Linked DNA regions of Sus scrofa: region 2 is linked to region 1. Evidence: chromatin contacts called from public HiChIP or PLAC-seq data. All regions are on one chromosome and are shown on one strand. The core of a region is the stretch at or near the end of the contact, and the rest is flanking DNA. Distances in the headings are between cores, read along the strand shown.

Evidence for each region. HiChIP or PLAC-seq counts read pairs in DNA pulled down with a chosen protein or histone mark.
Region 2: a contact with region 1 is called in an H3K27ac HiChIP or PLAC-seq map of skeletal muscle. The contact joins two enhancer-like sites. A contact is called at or near these places in 2 of 47 Hi-C or Micro-C datasets (fetal heart ventricle and skeletal muscle) and 1 of 2 datasets of contacts at active chromatin or transcription factors (skeletal muscle).

The regions. Positions count from the first base shown.
Region 1 is chr14:54,687,048-54,689,847 of Sscrofa11.1, forward strand. It overlaps ACTN2 (actinin alpha 2), which reads right to left. Exons shown (of 21, transcript NM_001243666.1): 13 at 768-876. Among named protein-coding and RNA genes, the nearest start is that of MTR, 36 kb to the left of the region's middle. Within about 2 kb of position 1,529, at least 4 of the 83 cell types and tissues checked have an H3K27ac peak or open chromatin away from gene starts, as enhancers often do. A contact at or near this core is called in skeletal muscle, where this site is marked.
Region 2 is chr14:54,800,895-54,803,594 of Sscrofa11.1, forward strand. No RefSeq gene overlaps it. Among named protein-coding and RNA genes, the nearest start is that of HEATR1, 19 kb to the right of the region's middle. Within about 2 kb of position 1,372, at least 1 of the 83 cell types and tissues checked has an H3K27ac peak or open chromatin away from gene starts, as enhancers often do. A contact at or near this core is called in skeletal muscle, where this site is marked.

The sequences.
Region 1 (2,800 bases), core at 279-2,778:
TTAACTAGTTGGGTTCATTACTGCTGAGCCGCAACGGGAACTCGATGCAGTTGGATTCTTAATCCACTGCGCCACAGTGGGAAATCCTCAATGTTTTTGTTTGGGTGAGTATGTCAACAGCTGGTTGGCCTCTAGGAAGCCTGATATCACATATATTAACATTTTTCATTGTCATGAGAAGACTCAGAAGACTGATAACTGCTTCTTTGCTTTGCACCGTCTGAGTCTTCTGCAGTGAGAGAGAATCAGGTTCAGCTAAAAACCCGACACTTACTGCTGTTTATCCAAGTCATATACTTGAATAAGACCAAATGCCTCCTGCTTCTGTCTCAGATTCACTTTTCCTTACTTCAACCTGTGCTACCCTTTTCCCTACATACATCTCAACTTCAGTTCCTCCTAGTTTACTCACTCAGATGCGTCTCATAGAAGGACTTTGAGAAAAGCCCTGTGATTACCACCGAATACCAAATAGGTTTACATTGTAATCTTATCACTCCTGGATGTTGGCTTTTTAACTCAAAACTTTTTAATTTAGCCATCACTGCTGCATGGATAAATTACAGGACAAAACTACCAACTTTCTAGTTCCCTCTTTCTCCCACGTTTCCTATTCTCTGTAGACGTGCCTTTCACTAGACCACCTGTTTTGTTTTATACACCCCATGCCCCAGAAAAACAGAAAGTCCAGTAACACTGACTTCACGAAAGAGCCTCAAAAAGATTTCACGCTAGCAGGGGCGGCGGGGTAGAGGTGGGGGACCCACCTCCAGGGCCTCTCTTCTCTTCTGAGTAAGCGTCCCCAGCCTGTCCCACTGGTCACAGATTTTCTGGCACCGGTCGTTGACATTGACGGCGTCGTGATAGTCCAGTTCACTATCAGAAGGGAAAACAAAGATTAACTTTCCCAGATGGCATGAAGAAACGTGGACACGGGCTCAAATTAAACAGGTAATTTTTTGTTGGCCATGCCCATGGCATGTGGACATTGTGGGGCCAGGGAGCAAACCAACCCTCACCACAGCAGTGACAACACTAGGTCCTTAACCTGTTGAACCACCAGGAAACTCCAAATAGATAATGATTTAAAAAAAAAAAAGATCTGATGGAGAACTGGCAGAGGGCATTTCAGGGTTTTGTTCATCGTCACTATCACACACATGTTCACCATCCTCTGACAGATCAAGAGAAGAATTTGTAAAACTCTTGCTAGTCGACAGATTTCTTAACAGAGAGAAATTCTGTCTTCTCAACGCCTCGGGCTAACTTTATTCTCCCTTCGTTTTCTTGGCCAGGTCCCCGGAGTGCATTATTTTTAAGTGGTGATGGACCTGTAAGTGAAGCCAAGCATCTGACCTAGAGGACAGTCCTAGGGGCCGTGCTGAGACCGCAGTGACAGGAACATCCAATGAGTCATGGGGGTGGGGGGTGGAGGGATCAGCTTGCAGCCCATTGTGTCCTTGGCTCCCCTCAGAAGGCAATGGCTGCACGGAGCACGCTGTCCAGGAGGGACCCTGGGACTCCGTCCAGCACCTGAGGGACTCTGAAGCCGGGCAGGACAGAGAGAGCCCTTCGCCCTCTGGATAAAGAGGTCCTGACTCAGCTCATGCCTTTGGTGCGAGAGCAGAAACATGATTTCTCACTCACCGGTGACTCTTCCTCACCAGCCCTGTCTGTAACATCCTAAGGAGAACTTTGTGAGCTGAAAGAATGTGAACTTGCCATTCAGGCCAATTCTGCCATTCAAACCTAGTATCTCTGGGGAGAGAAAGCTTGAATCCTGGACAAACTTTAATCACCCCTTTTAGATAAGACAAAGGCAAGACTCAGCGAGGTTTATAGACACTTTTAGGAGACGTCTTCAAAAACAGGCCAAGGTGAGGCCCTGTTCGAGAAATTCCCTCCTGTCCTACCAACTCCACTTTCCTGAAGCTCAAGTTTATTTCTTTTGACCCTAAATTAAGGCAATGGGTGTTTATTACTTGTTTTTTTTTGTTTTTTGCGCTTAAATGACATTAATCTGTCCTTATTGACTACTACTATTTCTGAATAAAAGAGATGCATTATGGCTGTGCTCCAAGTGTCCTTTCAGTGAGTAAGAAGCCCCATCACCTAATGAAAGCTTATCCAGTTCTTAAGAGCAGCTTCCTACACACACATTTACACACAGGAACACACATGCATACACACACACCCCTCGCTAAATGAAGGGGACTATGATTCCTTATTATAACCCAAACACCACAGCCAACCAAAACACACATGCAACATGTGCACAGCCTTGAATACAAAGTGGAAACGCAGGCGTTCTCATTGTGGTGAAGTGGAAATGAATCTGATAAGTATCCATGAGGATGTGCGGTTTTTTTTTTTTTTTTTTGTTTTTGTTTTGTTTTGTTTTGTTTTTTTTTTTTGTCTTTTTGCTATTTCTTTGGGCTGCTCCCATGGCATATGGAGGTTCCCAGGCTAGGGGTCTAATCGGAGCTGTAGCCACCAGCCTACGCCAGAGCCACAGCAACGCAGGATCTGAGCCGCGTCTGCAACCTACACCACAGCTCACAGCAATGCCGGATCGTTAACCCACTGAGCAAGGGCAGGGACCGAACCCGCAAGCTCATGGTTCCTAGTCGGATTCGTTAACCACTGCGCCACGACGGGAACTCCAGGATGTGCGTTTGATCCCTGACCTCCCTCAGTGGGTCAGGGATCCGGCATTGCTGTCAACTGTGGTGTAGGTCATAGATGCAGCTCAGATCCAATTGGCTGTGGCTGTGGCATAGGCCGGCAGCTGTAGCTCTGA
Region 2 (2,700 bases), core at 122-2,621, 110 kb after region 1:
TGTGTGTACTAAGTTCCTTTAGGCTATCTTTTAAAAAATAAGCCAAAAAGTTATGTAAATTTTCAATTTGTATATGTAGTGCCAAACTGCTCCAAAAACACACCATTTAATGTTTCCCCTAATCAAGTATGAGACTGATTCTCCTGCACCCCTTAACCAACATCGAATATCATATATCTTCTTATATCCTGCCAGTCTGATCAGAGAAAATGGAATCTAACTGAAACATTTTTTTTTCTTTTTAGTGCCAAAGAAGTTCCCAGGCTTGGGGTCCAACGGGAGCGGCAGCTGCCACACCCACAGCAACGAGGTATCCAAGCCATGTCTGCAACCTACACCACAGCTCCTAGCAAGGCCAGATCCTTAACCCACCGAGCGAGGCCAGGGATCAAACACGCATCCTCATGGATATTAGTTGGGTTCATAACCAGCTGAGCCACAACAAGAACTCCTTATTGAAATGTTCTTAATCTACAAAATGAAGAGTTGGAATGCACGATCCCTCAGGACATCTGGGCTCTAAAGTGCTACATGTGGAATTACATGGAAAATACAACTGCTTTCCCTAAAGACATAAATGTCTGGCATCATAATGGACTCTTCTGGGCACTTTCTGATCCGTCCACAAAACTACAATGCATGGTTGGGAGCCTTGGGAGTTCTGTTGTGGCTCAGAGGAAATGAACCCAACTAATATCGATGAGGACGCAGGTTCTGTCCCTGGCCTTGCTCAGTGTGTTAAGGATCCAGCCTTGCCATGAGCTGTGGTGTAGGTTGCAGATGTAGCTTGGATCTGGTGTTGCTGTGGCTGTGGTCTAGAACAGTGGCTAAGCTCTGATTCAACCCCCAGCCTGGGAACCTCCATATGCTGCACACGCGGTCCTAAAAAGAAAAAACAAAACAAAACAAAACCCTTCAGTGCATGGTCCTGAGAGTTTCTGCTGAGGGTTCCAGAGGAGGCAGGACATCCAATTAGAGATATGGGACCTTCATCTGAAGTGAAGGAAGACAAACATTGCTATTTTCAACAACTGTTAACTGAAAGGGAGAAAATAGTACCCTCAAAAAAGGACAAAAATAGCCACAACTATATCATCTTTTCCTGCAGTACTGAATGTATTGTAACCAAGGACAAAAGCTCAGTGTTTAAGATCTAGTGTTTGACTCCATAAACACTGGTAATCATCATGCTGACGAAACTGTCTCAGTTAATGTCTTTCCAGCTAAATTTCAGGTATTTAGATATTATGCTAATGCTAATAAAACTTTCAGTTAGTCCTCGGGTGAAAAAAAAGGCTATGACAGAGCAATGGAAAAATCTACCGGGGAAAGTTACTTTGATTGATGTGCCCTTCTGGCTGTAGCGATTAGTTGTTCCATTAAGAGTTTCTGTGTCTTTTAAGTAGCAGTTTGGAAGCCATGGCCTAGATGTAAGGCAGTGTGTCTGTGTGTGTGTGTGTGTGTGTGTGTGTGTGTGTGTGTGTGTGTGTGTGTGTGTGTGTGTGTGTGTGTGTTTCCCCCAGCTCCAAATGGAAGTAAAAGTCTTACGTCCTCATTTCTGTTAGTTTTTGTTTGATGCCTCCTTTTCTGGGAGCTCTTTTTATTTCATAAAATCCTTGTGCAGGATTTGGCTCTTTAAAACCTTTGGCTCTTTAATTTTCAATCAATCATACTATAAAAATGGAGGAAATAATTTCTAAATGGCACCTGTAAGGAAATCTATTAAGATGTTAACATAACCCCAGGACTGAATTTTACATTCACCTCCTGTTCTCTCCACCAGCTGGCTGCCTTCGTGCTTTTGACCTACAACTTTCCTGCCTTACAGAAGATTTGGGTTAGAGCATCTTCTACATCTGACTTCCATCGCCTGATCTCATCTCCTCCTTCACTCTTTCCTACTAACACAACCTGCGTTCCAGTCCTATCAGCCTGGCAGTTCGACAAACCCTCTGCTCTGAATCTTTGTGCCTTTTCACAGGTGGACCCACAGCCCACAGTGGCTTGTCCACCAGCATGTCACCCCCTTGTTTCTCTCTTTCTCTCTCTTAGGCGGGAACATTCCTGCAGCTGGTAGAAGTTCCTGGCCAGGAATCGAAACTGAGTGACTACTGTCAGATCCTTTACCCACAGAACCACCAGGGAACTCCCCCTTGTTTGTTTCTATTCAACATTTCAAGATGCCACTCCAATGTCACCTTTTCTGGGAAGATGAGCTTCCAGGGAAAGCTGACCCCTTTTGTACCCTCAATCTCTGGTTCTGTGCCTGTTAGACAGATGGCAGAGGTTATTTTAACTGGCCGCTTTCTGTACTAGATTCTGCTAATGTCTCTTTCTGGGTAAATATAGGCTCTGCGTATCAGCTATCTTTCCATCATTTATCAAAGTGCCAGGCATACTGTCGAGATGTAGTTAATGTTCATTGAATTGACTTAAATTGAATGACATAGTGGCAAATCTGAGTGTACTTAGAAACTCATTTTTTTGGTGATTTTGGCGTAAGTTCCTAGAAATCATTGTCTGATATACTACCCTTACAGATCATGCAAATTATGGGGAAAAAAAATCATATCTCTGGCATAGTGATCCCAAACTCTGTATTATTAGAAGAAGGAGGTATGAGAAAGATTTCATTCTGTTATTTTTATAGACATCTTTGATGTACTTCTTGTACAATAGCCATGATTCCCTACAGATTCT